4 separate regions of the Sus scrofa genome follow, and all the other regions are linked to region 1. Evidence: chromatin contacts called from public HiChIP or PLAC-seq and promoter capture Hi-C data. All regions are on one chromosome and are shown on one strand. Each heading gives the region's core, a stretch centred on a gene start, on an enhancer-like site or on the middle of the called end of the contact. The rest is flanking DNA. Distances are from core to core; before and after follow the strand shown. Region 1 holds the start of MOB1A (MOB kinase activator 1A). Region 2 holds the start of NAT8 (N-acetyltransferase 8). Region 3 holds the start of STAMBP (STAM-binding protein). Region 4 holds the start of ACTG2 (actin, gamma-enteric smooth muscle).

Region 1 (2,859 bases), core at 235-2,734:
GCTTGGTGAGAAAAGGTTCTGTGGAAGGGCCAGAAAAGGATGGTGCAGAATCTGGACTGACTGGTGTTGAGGAACAAAAGGAATGGAGGAATGCTGATGCTGTGGAGACGGTGGATGAAGACTGATACTGGACCAGGACCCCTTTTTGGATGATCCTTTGGGGGCCTGAGGCAACTTAAAGGAAGAGAGAGATAAATTTGTTTCAAATAGCCAATAAGCACTTGAAAAGATTCTTAACATCAGCCAACAGGGAAATGCAAATCAAAATCTGGAGCTACCACTTCGCACCCACGAGAACGGCTATAATAAAAAAGATACACAGTAACAAATGTTATCAAGGATGTGGAAATAGCAAAACCCTCAGTTATTCGCCAGTGGAAGGTAAAATAGTGCATCCAATTTAGAAAACAATCTGGCAGTTCCCCCCAAAGATAAATACATAGTTAGTATATGACCCAGTCATTCCCAGGCACATACCCAAGAGAAAAGAACACATTCATCCACACAAAATCCCACAGAGGAATGTTCCTAATGGCCTTATTCCTAATAGCCCCAAGCTGGAAACAACCACAAAGTCCATCAACAGATGAATGGATAAACAAAATGTGGTATATTTATACAATGGAATAGTGCTCATAATAAAAAATGAATGAAGAACAGATACCTGCTACAACAAGGATGAATCTTTCTATTTTTTCTTTTTAGGGCCATACCTGCGACACATGGAAGTTCCCAGGCTAGGGTTGAATCAGAGCTGCAGCTGCCCACCGGACTAGGCCACAGCCACAGCAATGCAGGATCCAACCGGTATCTGCAACCTACACCGCAGCTTGTGGCAACCCCACATCTTTAACCCACCAAGCGAGTCCAGGGATGGAACTCTCATCCTCATGCACACCATGCTGGGTTCTGACCTGCGGAGCTAACACAGGATCTCCAACATGGATGAATCTTGATAACATGATCAGGTAAAAGAAACTAATCACGAAGATTGTGCACATATTGTACAATTCCACTTATTTGAAATATCCAGATTAGGCAAACTCATATAAAAAGGTAGACTAGATGTCGCCAAGGGATGGGAGTAGGGAGGAATGGTGAGCGACTGCTAATGGGTACCCGTTTCCTTTGGAAGTGATGGGAAAATGTTCTAGAAATAGGTAATTGTTACCGCTCTACAAGTCCGAATATGTGGGAAAACCACTGAAGCATATTTTTAAAAACGGCGAATTTTATGCTGTGTAAATTACATCTCAACTTAAAAAATCAAATTAACGTTAAGTAAAAAATTTCGCACACATAGCCATCTGACATCTAGATAACTGGGACAAAATAGAGCTGCTTCAACCTGGACCACGCACATCAGCATCGCAGGCAGAGGATTCCAAGTCCAGGGCAACTTGTTCAGCGGAAGTCCCGGCGTAAAGGTCCCTGATTGGCTCAGGTGGAGGAGCCGGCCCAAGGAAAAGGGGCGTGCCGAGTCCCTCTCGGTGGGGCGGGGCTGAACGAAGCTTTCGCTCGCGAGATTTTGCTGGTTCCGCATTTCGGGTCCGTAAAGTCGGGGAGGAAGGCGAGGCGGGTGCAGTAGTTCGCACCTGCTTGCAGCGGCTTGACCCCGGCTGCGAGCTGCAGCGTCGCGGGCATCCGCTGTCCGCCGGCTGAGGACCTTCGGATCCCCCTCAGTCCCGCGCGGACTCCGAATCCTGACCTCGGCGGGGGCGAGCGGCCCCTCCCCTCCGCTCTGAGGATAGAAGATGAGCTTCCTCTTGTGAGTGTGGCCCGGCCCAGGGCTTCAGGGTTGAGGGGGCTGAGGGCCGAGGTCGTGGAGGGGGCCAGTGGGAGCCTGAGGAGAGGGCGGGTCCCGGGGTCGGGGCTGGCGTACCCGGCTCTTGCTTTGCCACCGCTCGGGGTCGCAGGGAAGCCTGGTTGTGGTCAGAGGCAGACGGAGGTGAAGGTCGAGGCAGAGGAAGCGGAGCGAGAAAGTTGGGGAGTAGGAAGGCCCCGAGGCCGGCGGCGCCGCCGAAACTTTTCCGCCCGAGTGCGCCTGAGGGCAGAGGGATGATCTAGGGGCGGAGCCATGGGCCCCGCTTGGGGCTTCCAATTTTTCTCCGGTCTCCAGCCTTTTGGTAACGATCCATACAGATTTGGCTTTTTACTCTACTATACGTCCCCCTTTATTGTCATCAGTATTCGGTTACCCCCGCGGAAAATGTGGAGTGCCGCAGTTTGAGAAGCTGAAAGTTAAGCTGGCGGCCTTGTGTCCAAATTCTGATCCAGCCCACTTTGTGAATTTGTATAATTAGCTAACTGCGTTTTAACTCGGTAGACTCTTATTTTAGAGATAACGTCTGGGCGCAAGTGCGGCTTAAATGGGAAAGTGTAACTCTGATGATTCTTAAGCACATTTAGCTTTGAGAAGCATTGCTCTAGCACCTTACGTGTTATTCTCAGGGGGCTCTTATTATTTTGCTTTAACATGTCTTGTATGAGCAAATACATATCCATTTTTAGTTATGGGCATTACCCACGTACTTGGCATTTTTTCCAAGTTTTATTAAATTACATAGTGTTTCATAACTACAGTTTACCCCATTTATTGTGAGAAATTTGGATTCTTTCTAATACTTTGCAGTTATAAAATAGCACTACTAAGAGTATCTTTGTCTAAATCGCTTTTTCCCTCTTTGGATTTTTTTTAAAGTATGATCACCATATCAAAAAATCCGATTTATATTTTAAAGTTTCCTTATTACTAGACCGTTATCTACCCCCTCCTTCCGGTCTTTTTCTTCTTTTAATGTTTAGTTAATTGTTTGTGGATGCACAATTCTTATTTGCTTTTTGGACCTAAATGTGAGG
Region 2 (2,859 bases), core at 246-2,745, 400 kb after region 1:
CTCCTGGCTAAGGGGTCTCCTTCTGGGGAGATGAAAACGCTTAGCAACTAGATAGAGGTGGTAATTATACGACATTGTGAATGTACTGAATTAGACGCATTTACATGGTTAAAGATAATAGAATGAAAGTATTAACACATCTGCCTTACCTTTAGGAGTTCACAGTCTCAGCTGGGTCTGTTTAGATTCAAGAGTTGGCAGAGGCTAAAACAGGTAGATTCTCAAGCAGTTCCATCATCTGAAAGTGGGGCCAAGAGCCTGGAATGTGCTAAACTTCCAGAGGTCATCTCCTACCCAGAGAACTGCCTGCTTCCTCTGTCCAGAAGGAATGGCCACCAAAGTGTGGTGGAACCGTTCACACTTTCCTCTCTGCATGCTTGTGTGTATAAATTATTTTTTTCTATTTTTCAAAAAAATAAATGAAAACACTGTCTTATAAGCTTTAATAGCTTGGTGCTATATTTTGACAATTTTTTTTTCATGTCAACAGATCCTCATCATCATTGTTCATGGCTGTGAGGAAGGTTGAAAAGCCTGAATGTAAACTGAGGCCACCAGGTGTTGAGGCCACAGAGGCTGGTGAGGATACAGGAGACAGATGGCAGGGACAGCTCACAGCCCTGTCTCCTCAGCTTGGTTTCTCACTGGTTAATATTAAACTCATAAGCAATAGTCATTTGGAACCCTCTTGTCTCTTGTGAATCCTCAAATTTGGCTTGACATTGAACCATTTAAAGAAAATATTACATTTTACTGAAAACAATGTAACATGCCTGTAGCTCACCACCCAGACTTCATGTTAGTTAAACCCTTGAGGCCTTGATGGGTGCCGGAGCCTCAGCAGCCCGCATCCACCAGCCCCGGGTTGCAGCTGCCAAGTCTGGTCTCTCTCCAGCATCCTCCCAGGTGCTTCTACCAGAATCCTGGCTATCTTCTCCAACCCCTTCTTCATCCTCAGATCATCACTAACCCATGCCATTTCTGCCTACCCCCCAAGTGGGCCAGGTCACACTACCCACAACCCCACTCTAGTCCAAGCCACTGCTTTCTCTTGTAGGACCCCTGATGGCAAAACTTAGGAGTTTATGTACATTGAGTAAGGCAGCCCCCTCACCCAGATACAACCTATTGGATGCACAGTTTAGTGGACAGCATTCTGATCAAATAAGGAAAAGTTATGTTTCCTTTGGTCACACTCAGCTCTGTGCCAGGCTTGTGGCTTGGTTTTTAATTCCCACAAGGTGTTCTTGAGCAGTGAGCAAACTGCCCATCTGTATCGGGAGGACCTTCTTCCACCTGGACCATTGCACTAGCCTCTGGGGGGTAAGGAAGTTAGTGCACACCACCACACACACCCCCTCTGCTTATGGTGCTCTCCAGCTAGAAGCATAGCAGTGGCCTTCTGATGCTCCTGGAACGAGTCCAAACTCTTGACCTGGACGAAGGTCCTGCATGGCCAGGCCCCTGCTGTCTGCACTCTGCCGTGAAGGACCTTGTGTGCTAAGTTATGGGACTTGGGTTCTGGCCTGTGCTAACAGCACAGGTTGAGATGGGCTTTCCCCTGGCTCAAAGCAGCCGTGTGGAGGGGCAGAGGCGGCATCAGAGAGCACCCACGGTGCCAGGTAAACTGCCACGGCAGGGCGTGTAGGCTGTCCACCAGACCAAGGACACCTGAGCTATTTCAGGCCCTGGCTGGTTCCCCAGTGATGAGGAAACAGAAAATGGGCCGCCCATCACAGTCCAGCTCCTTGATCCTGGGGTTTATGATTAACAAACGCCCAGGAGCCAGCCAATGAGGTGGCCATCCAGGACCTAGTCCCCAGAAGTGGAACGGGCCCTGCACAGTCACTCCTTGATGCCAGCTGGAGGCTGAGGCCAGAGGCCAGGCTGAAGCTGCCTTGGAGAACTCAAGACTCTCGTGATAGCAGGTGAGGAGTTATGGGTGGAAGGCCAGTGCCCAAGTGTGGCCTGGTGGTCCGGACCCTCCCTGGTTCTCAAGCCTGGGCCATTTTTGATGTTTGGCTCTTATGCCACCTCAATAGCCTGGAAATTTGTAATTAAGGGGGATGGAGCTTTTGCTGAAACTTGTACTTAGACACACAGGATTCCAGCAGTGTATGGTCCCTGCAAGAGGGACCAAAGGGCAGGAGACACGTGTTTGGCTGCTGCCTGGTGCCACCCCAATGTACGGGGGAAGGGGGAGGGGGGATAGTGTGCATATGTAGAAGGCAGGTTCTTAGAGAAGAATATGCAAAATGCCCAAGGGTGGGCACGGAGGTAGGATCAAAAGCAGGTCTTTCTTAGCCTAGCACCTCCTCCCAGTGGCTGCAGCCTAATTCCTCTTGAGTAGAAGCAGAATGACACATCCTTGAGCAGAGTTGTCCCCACTCGTGGGAGGTGGGAGGACAGGCCACTCACATGATTCCCTCTCTCCCGCAGGGCTGCTAGGAAGGTGGACAGAGACACCTCACTCGGTCTCCTGAATTCTGAGATTCAGACACAGAAGTCTTCCATGGCTCCTTACTGCATCCGCAAATACCAGGAAAAAGACCGCAAGTGGGTCCTGGGCTCGTTCTCTCACTTGGTGACTGAGCACATTCCCGCCACCTTCTGCTGCGTCCTGAAGCTGCCCCGAACTCTTGTGCTCTTGCTTGGGGGACCCCTTGCCCTATTCTTGATCTCTGGCTCCTGGGTCCTGGCCCTCATGGCCAGCGCCTCTCTCCTTGGTGCCCTGTGGTTCCTTGCCAAATACCCCTGGGCCCAGTTTGAAGCCAGGTGTTTGCGAACAGACCTGTCTGACATCACCAAGTCCTACTTCAGTGAGAGTGGCTCCTGCTTCTGGGTGGCTGAGTCTGAGGG
Region 3 (2,859 bases), core at 233-2,732, 340 kb after region 1:
ACTTTTTCATACTTGAGCAGAAGGTTAGTTAGGGGAAATGGCATAGGAATGAATGCTTATAATCCTAACTCTGCTCACGGAATCACTCTTCCAGTCAATCTACATCACATCATTTCAGGGCAAGGATTTTTGATCTAGAACGCAATTTATTGGAATCTATCTTCAAAGACTAAGCGCTCTTCGAATAACAAAAGGACACAAAGGTAACTTGAAAGAAAAAAAAAAAAACACAACACAACAAAACACCACCTGGGACTCATACTGCAGTAATCTACAATCTTTCTCTCTCTTTTTTTGGCCAGGCCCAGGGCATGCAAAAGTTCCTAGGCCAGGAAACGAACCTGTGCCACAGCAGTGACCCAAGCCACAACAGTGACAACACCAGATCCTTAAGCCACTGAGCCACCAAGGAACCCCTCTAGAATCTTTCTGGATATTGCTACTGCTAGAATCAGATTCTAACTTCCAACCTTACATACTGAATTACAGCACACCCTAACCAGCATGTTCTAGAATATACACAAGCTACCACAGGTTTTGAAATTCAAGACCCTGTGTCAAATGGCCCATTTTTTCCTTTGAATCTTAAACCTTACTCATTCCCCACAGAGATCTTTTGCTTCAGTCATGATTCATATCTGCCTAGAAACCTTTACATTTCAGTTTCATTTGTCTATACACTGTTGTTGTTTTCCACTCCAACCCCTCCCTAAGAGATAGTTTTCTCCAGGCCAATTCTATCTCTAAGTGACACTTTCTCCACCAAGCTGCTGCTTCTCATACACCCCCATAGTACAAAAGCTGTGGGGACTACCAGGGATGTAGAGGCATTCTGTCTCCTGTAAGGAGCCTTTTTAAGGGCTCAGAAAGCCACTAGCAAATCTAAAACCTCCCCCAGTTGTCTAATTAGTAAATTCAGGGCAAAGCCCATCAAAGCTATCTGAAACAGAGGAAGCTCGTTGCTCTTCCCTGTCTCTCTGTAGAGGATATTTTTGTCGCGAATGGAATCCACTCCCGAGACCAGCAGGTGGTGCCCAGTACTACAGAGCTGAGCAATACTCCAGAGAGGTGGTGCCGTAAAGGACCAAGGGGTAAACATGAGAAGGAAAAAGGAAGCAGCGGGAAGAGCGATGGGGGCGTATACAGCGGAGAGGGACCTCTTGACAACAGCATAAGGGCCCATGAGGTAGGCGGGGGCGCGCTGGGCCCGACTGGGCACCGGAGCCGTCAGGGAACTCGCGCGCAGAGGGCTGGGCAGGCGGTGCGGGGAGGAGTGGGCTGCAGGTCCCACACTCACGGCCGCCACTCCGCGTCACTGTCAGACCACGCTCAGCACCCAAGCCCCACCACATTCCCGGGACCCTTCCCCACCTGTCCCCGCGAATGACTCTCGGAGCTTCCGTAAACGTCACATCCGGCCCCCGCCCCGCCCCCTCCAACTGGGCTATCAGTTAAACTCCCAAGAACTTAGGACCCGGGGCAGTGTCTGGGGGCGGGGTTAGAGCTGTCACCTGCGGAAAAAAACCCACCAATGAGAAGAGAGCTGGGGGGAGGCCATTTTGGTAAAGGAAAATCAGCGCGGAAGGAGTGGGAAACAAATAAAGGACCCAGCTAACTTTTGTTTTTAGATTAATACGAACACCGTAAATGGACCGATGCATTCCCTCCGAGTGAAAAGCTACACGAGTTGTAATGCAACATATCTTAAACAAGCTTAGAAAGTATGGAATCAAATAAAATCTATTACATAAAGCATACATTTTTTGGAATTAGAGTCTGGTCACTCAGGTTTACCCCATGCCTTCACGTCCTTCATATTTGTGAGGTGTGTTAAATGCTTATGTCAATTCTGAAAGCTACCTTGTCCCAGTTCTTTGGAGAAAACTGTACAAACTCTATTAAAACTGATTGCAAGTTGACCCCTATCACTATCAGCCTGTCCATGCCCTATATCTTCTACTAGGTGTGTCTGAATGAATGTCATTGGAAAATCAGGAGATGAGCTGTGTTTTTACTTTTATTTTTATAGCTAAATACATATCCTCGGGTCTTCTCTGTGTGGAAATTTGCTCTCTGTGAATTTTCCTTCACTTATTTTTAGAAATTACTCAATTCTCAGCTCGATTTCACCTTAGTTTTGTTCATTGCCACATTCAGAAACTTAGTGTCCAGAGAAACCTTTGTGGCCAGAGAGGCCGCAGTGGACTCCTTGGCTGTTAAGGTCCATCTTGGCTGTTGGCAAGGTTTTCAGAGGAAGAGTAATTCGGTAGATGAGCAGTCATTCTAGCGGTTTCCACTAGTAGAATCTAAAAGTAAATTTCAGACTTCTCTTTTGGCGCCCTGGGTTAAGGATCCATCACTATCTCTCCAGAAGCTTGATTCGATCCCTGGCCCATGAACTTCCACATTCCATAGGCAGCGAAAGATAAGTTTTTAAAAGTAAATTTCATTTTGGGGGGAGGGAGTGGGATGGACTGGAAATTTGGGGTTAGTAGATGCAAACTATTGCATTTGGAGTGGATAAGCAATGAGATCCTGCTGTATAGCACAGGGAACTATATCTAATCACTTGTGATGGAATACGATGAAGGATAACGTGAGAAAAAGATGGTGTATATACGTGTGTGTATAGCTGGGTCACTTTGCTGTACAGTAGAAATTGATTGAACATTGTAAATCAACTATAATAGAAAAAATTAAAATCTTATCAAAAAAGTAAATTTCATTGTGTAAACTTTTTTTTTTTTTTTTTTTTTTTTTGTCTTTTTGCCTTTTCTAGGGCCGCTCCCGCGGCATATGGAGGTTCCCAGGCTAGGGGGTCTAATCGGAGCTGTAGCCACCGGCCTACGCCAGAACCAC
Region 4 (2,859 bases), core at 229-2,728, 270 kb after region 1:
AGCCTCAGCATCACCTGGGAGCTGTTTGGGAATGGGAATTATAAGGCCCCACCCCAGTCTATTGCGTCAGAATGTGGGGTGGGTGGTAAGGCACTCTGTGTGGTTCTTAAAGGGTCAGGCCCTGACAGCACTGAGTGGAGGGCTTTATGCATGTGTTATCTCAGCTAATCTTTCTAACAGCACCGCCAGGTAGATAGCATTACTATTGCTCCCATTTACAGGTTAGGAAATTGAGGTCACCCAGTAACTTTGGTAGCTGGGCAGTCCGCACCACTACAGCAGCCAGCCTCAGCTGTAAGGAGATGCTAGCAGACTCTGATCACAAAAGTGGACACAGCCCCTCGATCTCATTTTCTTCCTCATTGTTACTTTTTGGCCATACCCACGGCATGCAGAAGTTCCCGGGCTGGGGATCGAACCCACGTGACAGCAATGGCCCAAGCTACAGCATTGATGTCAGATCCTTAACCTGCTGAACTGCCAGGGAACTCCCTCCTTCTAATTGCTTATGCTTGTGTGTTTGTGTGTGCCATTGGGAGAGGACAGGGGCCTTGGTGGAGAGGTTCACAGCCGGGTGTGGGTCTTTGGGACAAGTTTTTTAACTTCTCTAGGCCTCAGAGTCCTCACCAGAGAATGAATTAGATGGTTCCACATCCCTTCCAACCCTGAATCCACATGAAGCCCCAGGACCCTTGCCCACCCCACTGCTGAATTTTTGCATTTTCCAATGATCCTGGAGCCTTCAAGGCTAAGAAAACTCTTAGCCAAGCCTGAGTCAGAGGCCGGAGAACCCACAGGGGTCTGAAGAAAATAAAATCCTCTCCCGTTCCCAACATGATATCTCACGGACACAGGGACCACACTGGTTTGGATTCAAATACCCCAAGAAGCCATTTTTCAAAAAAGCGTCTGCTCCCCTGAAACAGCCTCCCGGACATTCCAAGCCACGAGGCTGTAGATCCGTGCTGGCCCTGGGGAGCGGCCTGAATAGAGACCGCGGGTGACACAGCCTACGCACCACCCAGTTAGGAGGACAGGGAGCCCTGGTCCTGGCTGTCCCTGCCCAGGATGTCCCATGACCAGAGATGCCTTTTGCTGGCAGGCAGCGGTGTGCTCGCAGGCACCACTGCACACTGAGGGCCTTGACGTGTGACCTGGGCCAGCGTCACGGACGCCAGGCCAATCTAGAGGCGCCTCCTGCACCCAGAAAGGAAGAGCCTGGGAAAGCTGTGCGGTACTCACCGAGGGTAAGAGAGGTCCTTCTCCCAGTGACTGAGGGCTGGTGTGTCTTTGGCAGAAATATCAGAGCAATATAAAACCCCAGAGGCGGATCTTCTTTAAACAGAGTCCCTAAAAAGGCCAGCTGACGGTGTGTTAGCAATATTACCATATAAGGTGGTTTTTTCAATAAATTGGCCTTGGGGGGTGGGGAAGGGGGTTGGGTAGGGTGAATTATCATTTGAAAAATGTATGCAAAAGGCCTCGAGAGGCCACAGCCCCGGTGCTGGCAGATTTGTTCCTTTTATGCTGCACTTGCATAAACAAAACTCACACCAGGCCTTATAAGCTGCCCAGAGTGAGGCCAGATGCAGTTCTGCTCCTGGAGAGAGAACCATACCAAGAATGGCAGTGGGCCTCCTCCCTCCACACCTCCCTTCTCAGACCAGGCCGCCTGCCCCCCCACCACACCCCCCTGGGGCCAGCCTGGGACACCTCTGCAGTGTCCCCCAAATGGAGGCCATTGTGCCTGGTCTGGCACAAGCCCAGGACAGCTAAAAGCTGAAGGGAAATGCCAGCCATCCTGGGGAAGCAATCCCACGTGCCCTCCTCCCCCGCTGCCCCTCACACTAGCTCCTGACCCCTGGGCTGAGTCACTGGGAGGCCCAGGACAGCCTAAGCCTCCCCTGGCCCTTCCCTGTCCCCTTTTCTTCCTGGGTTCCCTGTGCCAGTCCCTGAACATTGGGACTTATGGCCTTAGCGTTGTGCCACACCTAAGAGGACTCACAAGCTTGGAGACGTGTGTCCACAGTCCTGTGGTTGCTGCTTTGTTCTCATAGTTCACGTCCCCTTCCTGAGTAGCTGTTTGTTTCCCAAACCAGCAGCTCTGGGGTCTGTGGCAATTACTTTCACCTCTATATTGTCCCAAAACCACATGCCTGACCCGGATGAAAAGTACGGATTGCCTATTGAACAGCTCAACCCAGATGAGCCTTCAAAGCTGAATCCCTGACCCCTACTCTCAATGCTGCTCTGCCTCCTGGGTTCCCTACTTCTGAGGCCTTCCCCTTGGTCCTTCAAGCTAGAAATCTGAATTGGTCTGGATTCCTTGCTCTCCTCTCTCCCTCCTGCCCACACCCACTTGGGTCCTTCCTGCTGCCCCTCGCCTCAGAAATGCTCTGCAGCCTTCTTGTCATATAGCTGGCGCTACCCTGCTTCAGACTTTGGTCCTGCCCAGCACGGCTTCCTGACTCTGCCCCACCTTCAAACCCAGCAGTTCCCAAAGTATGGTCCCCAGGCCGAATGGAAGGCAGTAACAGCATGACCTGGGATGTGTTAAGACATGCAGATCCAAGGAGTTCCCATTGTGGCTCAGCATGTTAAGAACCTGGCTTATATCCATGAGGTTGGGGGTTCTATCCCTGGCCTCGCTCAGTGGGTTAAGGATCAGGGGATGCCGCAAGCTATAGCATAGGTGGCAGATGCGGCCCTGACCACACATTGCGTGGCTGTGATGAAGACCGGCAGCTGCAGCTCTGATTCTAACCCTAGCCTGGGAACTTCCATAGGCCACAGGTGCAGCCATGAAACAAAAAAGGGCAGGGGGAGAAATAAGAAATGCAGATCCTTGGATTTCACCCA

Evidence for each region. Promoter capture Hi-C pulls out the DNA fragments that hold promoters and counts their contacts. HiChIP or PLAC-seq counts read pairs in DNA pulled down with a chosen protein or histone mark.
Region 2: a contact with region 1 is called in a promoter capture Hi-C map of liver, with 4 times the contacts expected there. The contact joins the promoter of NAT8 here to the promoter of MOB1A in region 1. A contact is called at or near these places in 1 of 5 promoter capture datasets (liver) and 1 of 2 datasets of contacts at active chromatin or transcription factors (alveolar macrophages).
Region 3: a promoter capture Hi-C map of fetal liver shows a contact between it and region 1, with 4 times the contacts expected there. The contact joins the promoter of STAMBP here to the promoter of MOB1A in region 1. A contact is called at or near these places in 4 of 5 promoter capture datasets (fetal liver, fetal skeletal muscle and liver), 1 of 47 Hi-C or Micro-C datasets (fibroblasts) and 1 of 2 datasets of contacts at active chromatin or transcription factors (alveolar macrophages).
Region 4: an H3K27ac HiChIP or PLAC-seq map of alveolar macrophages shows a contact between it and region 1. The contact joins the promoter of ACTG2 here to the promoter of MOB1A in region 1. A contact is called at or near these places in 1 of 5 promoter capture datasets (fetal liver) and 1 of 2 datasets of contacts at active chromatin or transcription factors (alveolar macrophages).

Annotation. Positions count from the first base shown.
Region 1 is chr3:68,850,985-68,853,843 of Sscrofa11.1, forward strand. MOB1A (MOB kinase activator 1A) reads left to right here and starts at 1,485. Exons shown (of 6, transcript XM_021087363.1): 1 at 1,485-1,768. The coding sequence starts at 1,755.
Region 2 is chr3:69,248,831-69,251,689 of Sscrofa11.1, forward strand. NAT8 (N-acetyltransferase 8) reads left to right here and starts at 1,496. Exons shown (of 2, transcript XM_003125006.4): 1 at 1,496-1,928; 2 at 2,440-2,859. The coding sequence starts at 2,513.
Region 3 is chr3:69,186,774-69,189,632 of Sscrofa11.1, forward strand. It overlaps STAMBP (STAM-binding protein), which reads right to left and starts at 1,483. Exons shown (of 10, transcript XM_003125008.4): 1 at 1,372-1,483.
Region 4 is chr3:69,120,064-69,122,922 of Sscrofa11.1, forward strand. ACTG2 (actin, gamma-enteric smooth muscle) reads right to left here and starts at 1,479. Exons shown (of 9, transcript XM_021087371.1): 1 at 1,243-1,479.